Regions from separate parts of the Lactuca sativa genome. Here region 2 is linked to region 1. Evidence: chromatin contacts called from public Hi-C data. All regions are on one chromosome and are shown on one strand. Each heading gives the region's core, a stretch centred on a gene start, on an enhancer-like site or on the middle of the called end of the contact. The rest is flanking DNA. Distances are from core to core; before and after follow the strand shown. Region 1 holds the start of LOC111885871. Region 2 holds the start of LOC111917845.

Region 1 (6,353 bases), core at 929-3,428:
TTGGGGCTAAGGACCCCATCGCTAGCCGACGTTCGACCGCTGACATGGAGATTGCTCAACGAACGAGCTTTTGCCTTGAGGGGGCAAAGGTAGGGTTTGCATCATGCTTATTGAGGGATCGAGCACGCGACTGGTGGGATGAGGTTGGTAGAGCTGTGGCGACTATGGTTGTAGCAGTCATGTCTTGGGAGGAGTTCGTTACGAGATTTCAGAGAGAATTTGCACCCCGCGATTGAGGTACAACAGTTGGTGATGTGTCACACCCCCTGCCTAGCCTTTGGCGGAAACACTGAGTAGGGGCGGACATAAAGGGTTCTCGCGGTGGCATGGACAATTACCTTCATCTTATAAGGGTAAAAAAAATAAAATTTTATTTTTATGTTAGGATGCAACTACTAAAAAAATTATGTGTAACTACTATAGTCTCTAGGTCGAAGTTATTTTTGGGGCGCTACCACCGCTAAACATTTTTGTGTCCTCCTTTTAGTGTTGAAAATTAAAAGTATTTCTATAAAATAGCAACAAGTGTATTTTAGACATTTTAGAGTTTATTATATTTTAATGATTTTAAATTACAGAAAATAATTATTAAAATATTTAAAAATATATATAAAAAAAACATGATTTTGAAAGTGTTATATATATATATATATATATATATATATATATATATATTTCAAATTACAATTTTTAAATATGAAAATTTGATCTTATCCAAAAAAATATCTTTAGAAAAAAGGTTAATGTCATGAAACCCCAAAGTTTTCAGGTTTTTGTCGATTTTGCCAAAGATATGTCAGTGAACTGACTGTGTTTATATGTAAGGCTTTATTATAACAATTTATCAAGAAGGAAATAGGGTGGGCAGGAATCGAACCTGCCACCTTCAGCTGACAAATGTATAAGTTTACCACCGGGCTAAAATGAATATTGAGCGTATCATTTAAACAAATAAATATAATTTTATCACTAAAACAATTTAAATAGATATTGATTTTCATTTTCATTTTCATTTTGATTATTTTGATTATTATTATTATTATTATTATTATTATTATTATTATTATTATTATTATTATTTTGTATTTTCAATATAAATCGGTATTTTTGTATTAGGAGTCTCATTTTTCTTTATCATATTTTCAATATAAAAAGTTAAATACATACATTTTGTATTTTCAATATAAATACCTATATTAAAAAAAAGTATAAATATTGTATGTAGGCCTTTTGAAATGTACTTTTATAATGAAAAAACTTATTTATGGAGTACAAATTTATTGATTTATATATAATAAGCATACAAATATTTAAATACATACAGATACCTTTTATGATTTTGAAAGTATAAAAGATATAGATAAATATCTTTTAAAATTTAAAAAATATAAAAATATCTACTTGATGTGAATTTTAAAAGATATTTATACTATTAAAACGTAATTTGATGTGAATTTTAAAAGATATTTATACTTTTAAAACGTAATTTGTTTGTGTATACACTTAAAAAATATTTTACAATTAAATATATAAATATGTTATTGAATCTACAAAATTCTCTTTCAAATATATAAATATGTTTTTAGTTGTAAACTGTTTTTAAGTGTACAAATATGCTATTAAATATATAAATACATTCACAAGCATATTTCTATTTTAAAAATACAAAAAATACATATTTTTATTAATAACACGAAAAAAAATCCATATTTATTAAAAATACAAAAAATATTTATGTTGGTAATAAAAAATAAATATTTATACTGAAAATAGAAAGAAATACGTATTCAATACATGAATAATATAGAGTTATTCAAAAGAAAAAAAAATTAAGCTATCTAATTAGATTATATATTAAAAGCAAGGAGATATTCATAAATTCGTATGTTAACTTAGTGGAAACACATTGGGTTTTAACTTCTGGTTTGAATCCCGACTTTCCTATTTCCTTTCCGAAATGATTAATTTTTTCGGTTAAAAAGAGGACGCCGATGTGGGCATCCACGTCAGCTAATCACGCCCAGTCAGCACACATGTGGCCTAGGATGACCGGTAATAAAGGAAAATTCGAAAAAAAATTATAAGTTTGAGCCATAAACGAAAATAAAATCTAACTCTTGGTAAAACAAACAAAAAATATGAAACTGGAGGGTTTTTATAGTAATAAAGCTAAATTTGTGCGGATCGAGGGCCTTTCTCAAAACCCTGCGACTGGGTGCATAACTCTACTACAGGGCAACGGGGTTTATACGTGAGAGTTCATTGAGTTCTTGAAATAAGCAAAACCAAAACGCTACCAGATGGAGCAATTAAAGGAGCTTGAACAAGTGCAAAATATAATGTTGATGATTCAATCAACTGGCGCAATTGATTCTTCCAACAACACAAATGCTGATTCGAATCGTTTCCTTGCTAATTTCATCCTCTTCATGGTACTTCTTTCTCCCTTTTTCAATTTCGCTTCCTCAACTTTGAAGCACTATATGCTAACTGTAATTGAAATTTCAAGTTACAATGGATTCGGTACTTGAAACTTTCGGATACATGACTTTTATCATGTTGTTGTCGATTATGTTAGAAAATTCTAGGAAATGAATCAAATTCGGTAATAACCTGTTTTGTTTTTCGTTTAATTTATTATTCATGATGTTTTAGAATTTCTTGACCTTGCCTTTGATGAAGCTCACGAGATATTTGGAAGTAAGATCAAATATGAGTTTGTTATAGTGATTGAACTAATTGTAATGACAAAAGACGAAGCATCTCTGATTATTGCATGTTCCTTAGCAAGTGTTTTGTTTAGTGGCTGTTATAGAAACAAGGTATTCCTTGTTCATATCCGATGGCTTAATATTGAGGCAAGCAGTGAGTTAGTGACATAGATTGATTGAATTGCCTTTATAAATACCTCAAAAGTATCGCTTTAATGGATGAGGGGTTAAAGTCTATGTGTGATTGAATAAAAAAGAAGATGTTTTATAGAATGGTTCCCCTTTTCAGGATCCCACATCAGCTCCAAGATGTTGATCTCTTACTAGAAAAGTTAATGCTTGAGCTTGAGATTGAGATTCCTTATTTCAATCCAACAACACATGAATAGTTTCTTGATCTGGATTAATGAGTAGAAGATTTTGAAGGAGGAATATATGAGGGGAATGACCTATAGAATCAATATGATTAATGGATTATAACATGTTAATTAAGAAAATCTTATATCCTATTATTAAATTATCAAAGACCTCTTTCTTTCCCAATATTAGACATCATGAGTTTCAATGATTTTGAACCAATTAAAAACATATTCTTAATTCTAATCTCTTATTTGTTTATGAATGTGATATTGAAGATGCAACCATGTGGTGAACTAGATATGAATCAAAAGTGCAAATTGATCTCTAACCATTTTCCAAAGGTCTGTATATATATATATATTCTATATTTCTTCCAAATCCAATTTAGTATATTCTGGATAATGCAATAAACATACTTATGATATTTGATCTACAGATTTCTTCTGCATTTAATAAGGAATCATCACCCCAGCTTTGTGACAAAGGTCTCTTTTTTTAGTACAAATATTCTTTATAGCTGTTATCTTTACTATTTATTGAGAATTTAAGATAACAAAGTAACAAATTGGTGGTTTTTCTTTTTATTTTTCCAGGAAATATTGTCACTGAAGCTTCTCTATCACATCATTGTGATGATGACATGAGTGTTGGATTATTACAAACAGATTGTGCTGATGTGGCAATGGTTACACTTGATTCAATGCAAAGGGCAAATTCTACTTTACAAGATTTTGTAAAAAAAAAAAACATCACATGCTTTGAATTTACTTTGCTTACATCAACAACTGTAGTATAATAAATTAATAATCTGTTGTATATAAACAGTGCAGATCTTACTTCATGTTTCATGAAATGGATGCTAATAATGCAGAATCAATATTCAAATACTTACCACTGCTTTCATTTACAGAAAGTTACATCTATCAGGTACCCTATCATTAAAGAATGAATTTAAATTACTATAATATTTCTGGAAATCCTCCATTTTATTATAATGGTATAATGACATTGTAAAAATTAGATCAGATGTATGATATTGATAAAATTCACCAGTGATATTACAGTAAATTACATTTTTAGTCCAATTTTTGATTCAAAACACAACTCTTTTTGCCTTTTTTGTCCCTATCATACTATTTTTAACTCTTTTGGTTTCTCAATAAACAGAGTCTTTCTCAGGGACCAAAAGGGTAAAAATAATAGTACCTTAAGGACCAAAAATGAATCATTTTGTCATGTGAAGAGGTTCTTGTACAATATATGCTAAAATGTTAATTACTTTTGGTGTAAATTACTTTTCTTGTCCCATTTCTATAGTTATTTTTTGAATTTCATCAAAAAAGAATTATTTTTTTACTTTTTGGTCCCTACTGTATTACTTTTAACACTTCTGGTCCCTCAGTTATGGAATAATATCTCTCAGGGACCAAAAGGGTAAAAATAATAACACCATAGGGACCAAAAAGGAATATTTTTTTCTCATTTGATGTGGTCGACTTTTTCAAGAGGCTAAATGAAAACTGTTTTGAGTGAATTACATTTTTCTTGTGTTTATATTTTTTTGTCCAGAAAGTAATCTTTTTGCTTTTTTGGTCCCTATGGAAAAATGGCAAAAAGATTTCCTTTTGGTCCATATGATTCTATTGTTAACACTTTTAGTCCCTCAATAAACTAATTTTATACAGCTGGACACCATAAATGAGAAACTACTGCAACTTCCATCCGATGGAATTCCAGATTCCGACATGATGACACCTGATTGGATTCTAAGATTTATAAAGTCTTTCAAAAATGATACCTTCAAACCACTTGCTGTTCTTCTAGAAAGCTATGGAATATATACAGATAGGTTAAATGAAAACTTAAAATGTTAAATACATCTTTATATTTCCTTTTTTGGAAAGTTTTATGGAATGTTCTTCATTTGACATTTGTTGTATAATTATTTTTTATAAAAATTTCAGGATAAGAGATGAGTTGAAATGTGGGGAAGAATACTGGGCTCTAGAAAGAAAACTTTGTTCTGCATTAACAAACAAACAGGAGGTACGTTGTGTGATTCCGATGGAATTGGAATTCATGATTCCATTCCTTGAGATGGAGTTCAATTCCTTTGAATTTCATGTTTGTTAGATTTCACCAGAAATACCCTTGTTATGTATACATATTAAAATAAAGGGTTAATCTCATAAAAAAACTGTATATTTTATGTTTATCTCCGGATTAAACCTCAACTTTATTTTTTTGCCTGAAAAAGACCTTGTGTTTTTTCATTTTTTCCAAAAAAGCCCTCAACTTTTTTTTTTTTCGGAAAAAGGGAAATCTACAGGAAAGTCCCAAACTTTTGGGAAAAGTTTCAAAAAAGTCCTATTTTTTTTGGAACAGAAAAATCCCATTATTTTGAGAAAATCACATAGTCTGTCATTTGTTTTTCAAATATAAAAAAGGACTTTTTTGTTAATTTGGGCAAAATGTTAAATAATCGCGACTTTTCTGTTAAAAAAAAAAGGACTTTTTTGAAACTTTTCTCAAAAGTTTGGGACTTTTCTGTAGATATCCCTCCGAAAAAAACCTTCAACTTTATAACTGCTTCTAAATAAACCCTCAACTTTTTTCATTTTTCTCGAAAAAACCCTCACATTTTACATTTTTTTTTTGGAAAAAAATGACTAAAAGGGCCAGATCAGAAAAAATAAAAAAATACAAGGTCTTTTCATGCAAAAGATCAACTTGAGATTTAATCCGGAAAAAAAAATACAAAATATAAGGTCTTTTATGAGATTAATCATAAATAAATGAAATAAATAAATAAAAGTTTAACAGTTACTTCATTTTTGTTATTGAATTCCATTCCATTTCCATCCAACCAAACACGTAAAAGATTATGATTCCATCAAATTCCAATTCTTTCAAAAAACATTCTATGAACATGAAAGGGTTATCTACAGAAAAGTCCTAAAGTTTTTTCAAAAGTTTCAATAAAGTCCTAAAAGTTTTTTTTGAACAGAAAAGTCCCAATATTTTGAAAAAAATATATAATCTATCATTTGCTGTTCAAATATAAGAAAAGACTTTTTCGTTAATTTAGGCAATGCATCAAAATATTGGGACTTTTCTGTTCAAAAAAAACTTTTAGGACTTTATTGAAACTTTTGAAAAAAGTTTGGGATTTTTCTGTAGATAACCCAACATGAAAATATAAAAAATATTAATTTTGTGATACAGATTCAAATAGAAGATGTTATGAGAGCAATTCATCTCAAGTCCTTTGACTATCGAGTC
Region 2 (6,665 bases), core at 1,847-4,346, 740 kb after region 1:
AAAATTGTTGTGTGTATTTTAGAAACTAGGTGTTTCAGAGAAAGCTTGCTTGGTGGTGGAGGACAGTGTCATTGGTTTACAGGTCAACCATTTGCCATATATTCATATTTACAATACGCAATAAAGATTTATTAAAAAAACAGATTAATTAAAAGACGTAAATGCCCTCGTCATCCTCATCTGCAGGCAGCAACAAAAGCAGGAATGTCTTGTGTGATTACCTACACATCTTCAACTGCAAACCAAGACTTTACAGATGCAATAGCAAAATTCCCTGATTTGAGTGACGTAAGGTAATTTTATAAAAGAATAGATATTTTTATAAAGAAATTTATAATTATAATTTCTTTTAAGTCCGTTGAAATTAACTTGTTGCGTATGTTTATTATTCAGATTAAAAGACTTGGAGGAGTTGCTAGAAAATGTGGTTGCTGCCTAGAATTTCGAATTATGATACAAAATACACATTTCTGTTAATATTATCGGGATTTATTTGTAAAGAAAATGTATCAAGAATGTAGATATATATAAGTTTACAAACAAACCCTTTTTTAAAATTTCCTCTGTGGCATGTGCTTTAAAAAATGGGTATACATACAGTCTCAGCCTCACCAATCGGTCCCACAACCAACATGAAAAAGATAACCCACAATAAGAATTTTACATTATGATACAAAATACACATTTCTTTTAATATTATCGGGAATTATTTGTAAAGAAAATGTATCAAGAATGTAGATATATATAAGTTTACAAACAAACCCTTTTTTTAAATCTCCTCTATGCTCTAAAAATGGGTATACATACAGTCTCACAACCAACATGGGAAAGGTAAACAACAATGACATCTAACTGATGTCACCTGAGATTTCCTTATAAATTCTCATCTCCTTGCTGTGTAAGTGCAAACTTGAAGACACTACTGTGTGCTTTGTGCAATGGAAAGAGTGAAGAATGATTTCATGTTTTTGTAGAGTTCTTTTGGTTTCTCGGCATTGATTGCATGTCCAGCGTTCTTCAAGATTATCAAATCCGCGTTCTCGCCTAAATGTCTGAAGAAAACAAGAAATGAATACACACATGAGTTTTGGACTCATTATGAAAACAATTAAACTTGAAAGATGTTGAGGTTATGATTCATGCATACTGTTTTAGCCTGTGACCTAATTCGATTGGGAATATTTTATCGTGCTCTCCCCATATGATCATGGTAGGCTGCATCATAGATTCAAAAAAACAATAGACAATTAACGTTAATAATAACAATAATCCTTTCTAATAAATGAAAGTTTTTTTACCATTTTTTTTAAAGCTTTTGTCATATGTCATTATATGAGATTTTATAATTATTTAAATTCCACATGTAACTATATGGTATCTTTATTTTTTTTATTAATCAATAATCAATTCACTAATTAATGAGTCTACTGTTATATATGTAAACTATTATATATGTAAAATATTTATTCTATTTAAATGTTCATTAATTTACAAACGTATTTCAATTCAAATGGATGTTCTAATGATACAATTAATATCGTATATTTGATTATATATTTGAATTCAAAACATAGCTTTAATTTTTTTGACTTTTAATTTGAATTCTAACATTATTTATTCAAATTTTATAAATAAATATGTGTATAATACATCTCTATCTCTATCTCTACCAAATAAATATGTGTGTATAATACTAACAAATACATCTCTATCTCTACCTTAATAAATGAAATAAAACACCATCTTCAAAGAAATATTTGAAAATTTTGATTCATAACAACTATTTACAATATGTCAATAATCTTTTTTATCAGTATAGATTCAATAACTATTTATTTATCATTTCGTTTGTATTTATTTTAAAAATTAATTTAAAAAATATTTAATTTTTTTATTAGTATAAAAATGAACTTTTTGCACCATAACAAGGTAGGACAGCTATCTTCGTGCAAGGTACTACATTTCACGTGGAAATGACCAAAGAGTAGACCAAATTGCAATTTTTATGACATGGAGGGGTATTAATGTCAAATTGCAATTTTTATTCCACTCCAAAACTTCCAAAGGTTATAACAAGATAGACATTAAATAATAAATACCCTCGTTAATCTTGTTACTTAACCGTAAAAATAACTCAAAACTTGATATTTTTGTCCAATAAAAAGATTGAATACGTATGAGTTAAGAATATCAATGAACCTGAGTGATTTTGGGAAGATTAGACACTTTTCGACCTTTATATAACGCTTCAATCAATTCTTTACGTTCTTGAACATACTCTGTGTTCATGACATCAATAAAATCAGATAAAAAGCAAGAAGGCACATTCACCGGAGGTTTAAAGAACGCCACCTTCATCAACTCCCTCAACTTTTCCGGCGTCTGAGCCAACAAAATACTCGTAGCATCATCAATACTCTTCACACTAAGCAACCCTTTATCCATATCACTCTCCTCGACACAAACACCAGAACAAGCGATCACCACCTTCTGCACTTTCTCCGGGAACTTCGCCGCCATACTGTACCCCACAAACCCACCGTAGCTCAGCCCCATCACGTGAATCTTCCCAATAACACCAACGACTTCCATGGCTGCGACAAGACACTCCGCCTGAAAATGTTCAGTTCGTTCGGGTCGGGTCGTGTGAGATTCGCCGAAGAATAAAAGGTCCGGGATGTAGACGTTGAATTTGGAAACGAGTGGAGAGATGAAGTCGTTGTATTGCCACATTGCGTTGGCGCCAAAGCCATGGATGAGGAGGAGATTGGGTTTGTTGGGTTTTGGGGTTTTGGGGATCCAGAAGTGGATGACGGTGGCGCCGTCGTGGAGGGTGATGGTGGTTGATTTGAGACCGGTGCGGCTGAAGGAGTACCGGAAACACCGGTCTCGTGATGCTGTGAAGCTGAAACACTTTGCCATTTCTTTTTTGAGTTTAGAAATATAGAGATTAAATCGGAGGGGATGATCGGTTTAGCATTATTCCGATGACAGTTGACGGCGGGAGACGACAGACAGGGTTTTGTTAGGTATAAATGATGATTTGAAACAAGATTTTCGTTGATTGCGTAGTCATATTTGATTCCAGCCGTAAATGTTGTTGTCCTAGATTTTATTTTAGTGTAGAGTAAATTACAAAAGATTTCCATGTGAGTTTATCAAATTTGTAGATTTCGTCCTTACAAAATAATATTTTATTCGGCCGGTCCTTCAATTTGTTGTCTATTTTGTCTATAACGGTATGTGAATTAACTATTTTAATTTTTTCTTTTTTACTTTTCTTGTTATTTGGACAAAATAACATAAATTGTCATTATACTTATAGAAATCAGAAATTCAATCACTAATTTTTGTTAGTATGGTTTATTTTTGTTATTTCAGTCTTAACTTTTTTTTTTTACATGGTAGCTCCTTATAGTTTCAATTTCTAGCGTGAATAATCTTTTACCAAAATAAAAAGACTTGTATACTCTTAATGTTATTTTTTTATTTCATCTTTTAACTTGGGTGATTTAAAAAAAAATACCACCCTCTTCCATTTCTCTCTCACATTAAAGTCAGTCATCACCGTCGCCGCCACCACTTTTAATCGCCACCATTAACCTTAACATTATATCCTCTTCCTTGCCCCCTTTATTTTCTCCATCATCACCACGGTGGTGAAGACAAACACCACTAACTACCACTTTCGTCTTGATCCCCTACAACCAATACCACCAAGAGATTAACGCACATAGCGAGGCTTATTTAATCTGAATTTTATTTATTTTGATGATGAAAATATGGCGAATGTGTTAGGATTTTACAGATAATGGGGGCTAGGGTTTCATTATGGTTTTTCTTATCTAATGACAGGGTTGGGTTTAGACATGTGTCGCTTAGAGTTTCCCTTTCTCTATTAGGGGTTTAGTTCTCCATCCGAAACTAGCTAGTAATAGCAACCTACTTTCCAATTATGACTTTTACTCCTTGTTCTGATTAGTTATCCGATATAACATCAAATTACACACATACAAAGTTATATTACATATTAACAGAAAATAGGTATTACAACTACCACCTTTTGCTTACATCGAATCATCCTACATGCGAATCCATTGAACGTTTCAGCCTTAAACTCTCACAAAACTCAACCAATATGTTTTTTGTCCAAAAAGCTTAGTCAAAGTTAATCCGAACATCTAAATGGAACATACATTCAATCATAACCTACGAATCCTTGAGACCCATCCTTCATCGTTGTCAATGTCATTGGGAACAGGAAGTGATTATGGTCTTAACTCCTTATTTAGTCTTCCTTCATATGCACCAATCTCTTGATATCGCTTGTTTCTTTTCGTATTTTGATGTTGCTGGAAAAAGGATTGAAGTTTACCTTCTGTCTCTCCCTCTCATCTTGCATACATATCTTTTTCTCTCTACAACATCTCACAAAAGGCCACACATACTCAATCTCATGTTAACTCTTACTTATTACCGTTGTGTAGAAGTGAAATCATTATTGAGTACTACTTTTTTCCTTGTGAATCTGAAAGGTTGCAGGGTGTCGGGTTCTCTAGAGAAAATAAATAAATAAATAAAGGGAAGAGTTATTTAGGGGTAATAGGTGGGGTGGTCTAAGTAAATGCGGCATAAGGAAATCTTCAAAAGGGTTCTCGAGCCATGTCTCATCCGGCGACACCACTTGCAGTGCCATTTACAATCAAAACATCACATGTTGCTAACATTAACATGTCCCTGAGAATCATATGTTTGTTTTGGTATTGTCAAAAAGATTCAACAAAAGCGAAACATATGAACTAGTTCTCGAATAGTTACGTGCTACTTCGTTGGTAGAGGGAAACTGAATTTACTACAAAATCATAAATTTTACGTCTGACAACAACCCTTTTCAAAGCATATGATTTCGACGAAACCAACTCATCTCCAACTTAGCTCATTACTTTCATAATGAAGTTGCTTCCATAAAACCCTTACCATACTAAAATCAACGATGATTGTAAGGTGATTTAGTGGAGAAGGTGATGATGAACGAGATTATGGAAAGGTCAATGAAGAAGAACATGGGTGGAAGGGACGCCAGTAGGCTTTAATTGAGGGTGGGGATGTTTTTTCTTTTTGCATGTTAAAATTAGGTAAAAGAAAATATAAATTAAAAAGAAAGGGTATAACAATTATTTTATAAGGGAAAAGGACTAAACATATAAAAAATTGAAACAATAAGGAGCATCTGTGAAAAACGAAAAAAAGCTAGAGGCGAAAACCAAAATTCTCAGAAACATATGGACCATTTATGTAATTTTTTATTTATTCCTTGTTCTATTTTATAACTTGTGTGGCGTTTGATTTCTCTCAGCCAACCAATACAAAACTTTAACAAGGACGTGATGGTTCAAAAAAAGGACATACACAAGGTGGATAACAAGTTGGAATATATGTAGGTCAAAATGGGCGGATCGACATGACAATTTTATTGAATATTGTTATACATTTTTTAATAATGTTTTAAGGTTTTCAAGCAGACAAAATTGTAAAAATGATCTTTGTGGTTGATAAAATTTTATGATTTTTGTCCAAAAAGTTTGACGGTGCATAGTGGTTCAATTTTAGATATTTTTATTGTTTTTGATCACTACACACTTAAAAAGACGACTATACCCTTATAATTTATATTTTTCAATTTTTTAATTGCTGAAAATCAAAAATTAATTTAATTTATATTCTTTATTTATATTTTATTTGTCTTTTCTCTCTAAAAAAAACATGCACACACATACAAGAAATATATCACCCCTAATGGATGTCACCATCACCACCGTCTGCAACCACTAATAGTTATCACCGTCCGCCACCATCACCATTGACTGCCACCATTGACAGCTACCACCGTCCGCCACCATCATCACCGACTACCACCACCGTCCACTATAAATATCTAATCCCACCTTCACCCCATATTTATTTCCTCAGACCTCCATGAAATTTCCCTACCAGCACCACCCTTTTGATTGGAGTTGTCCCTACCTAAATACCGCCACCTCCATCTTTCAATAATTAGGGTTTTTAACCACCACCACCATCGCCATTGAAGATGACGCCATCGTCATTCACCACCATCGGGGTTCTCTACCACTATTCACCGACAACCACCTCCATCTCCCCCCACCCTTAACTTTTCTTCATTAACGAGATGATCCTTCACCACGGACCACCAAACCATCGTTCATCAGATTTTTCCAATTGCCCCTCTCTCTGTAACATCCGTTCCTTGAGGTATTATTTAAATAATGTAAACTAATATTAGCCTTGGAATAACACTTGGACTTGGACCTTTTTGGAGTGGACCTTAGAAAGTTGGGCCAAGAAGATGGGCCGCCCATAAGTCGTATGCCGGGCGTAACCTGGCATACGCGGGGCGTAATGTCCATTGGATTCGAGGGACCTGGGTGCGTACGCCCAGTGTACGCGGGCATATGCCAAACCCTAATTTTAGGGTTTAGGACCTATAAATACCCCATTATAGCCTCCCTTTTTGGCCTCCTCACCTGTCCATCACCCTTAGAGAAACCCTAATTCGTTCATAGTCCTTTCTTGTGTGTGTTTGACATTTTTGAGCTTATTTTGGTGAAGAAAGGTTTGGAAGAAGAAAGGAGAGGTTGGAGAAG

Evidence for each region. A called contact is a pair of places that touch in the nucleus more often than the background predicts.
Region 2: a contact with region 1 is called in a Hi-C map of leaf, with 8 times the contacts expected there. The contact joins the promoter of LOC111917845 here to the promoter of LOC111885871 in region 1. A contact is called at or near these places in 2 of 4 Hi-C or Micro-C datasets (both in leaf).

Annotation. Positions count from the first base shown.
Region 1 is chr5:79,791,130-79,797,482 of Lsat_Salinas_v11, forward strand. LOC111885871 reads left to right here and starts at 2,179. Exons shown (of 13, transcript XM_042902478.2): 1 at 2,179-2,432; 2 at 3,347-3,412; 3 at 3,508-3,556; 4 at 3,665-3,780; 5 at 3,897-3,998; 6 at 4,757-4,920; 7 at 5,036-5,117; 8 at 6,297-6,353. The coding sequence starts at 2,301.
Region 2 is chr5:80,533,799-80,540,463 of Lsat_Salinas_v11, forward strand. LOC111917845 reads right to left here and starts at 3,097. Exons shown (of 3, transcript XM_023913483.3): 1 at 2,200-3,097; 2 at 1,148-1,215; 3 at 634-1,052. The coding sequence starts at 2,922. The coding sequence ends at 920. LOC111917844 (haloacid dehalogenase-like hydrolase domain-containing protein At4g39970) reads left to right here. Exons shown (of 10, transcript XM_023913482.3): 8 at 23-82; 9 at 187-293; 10 at 394-557. The coding sequence ends at 439.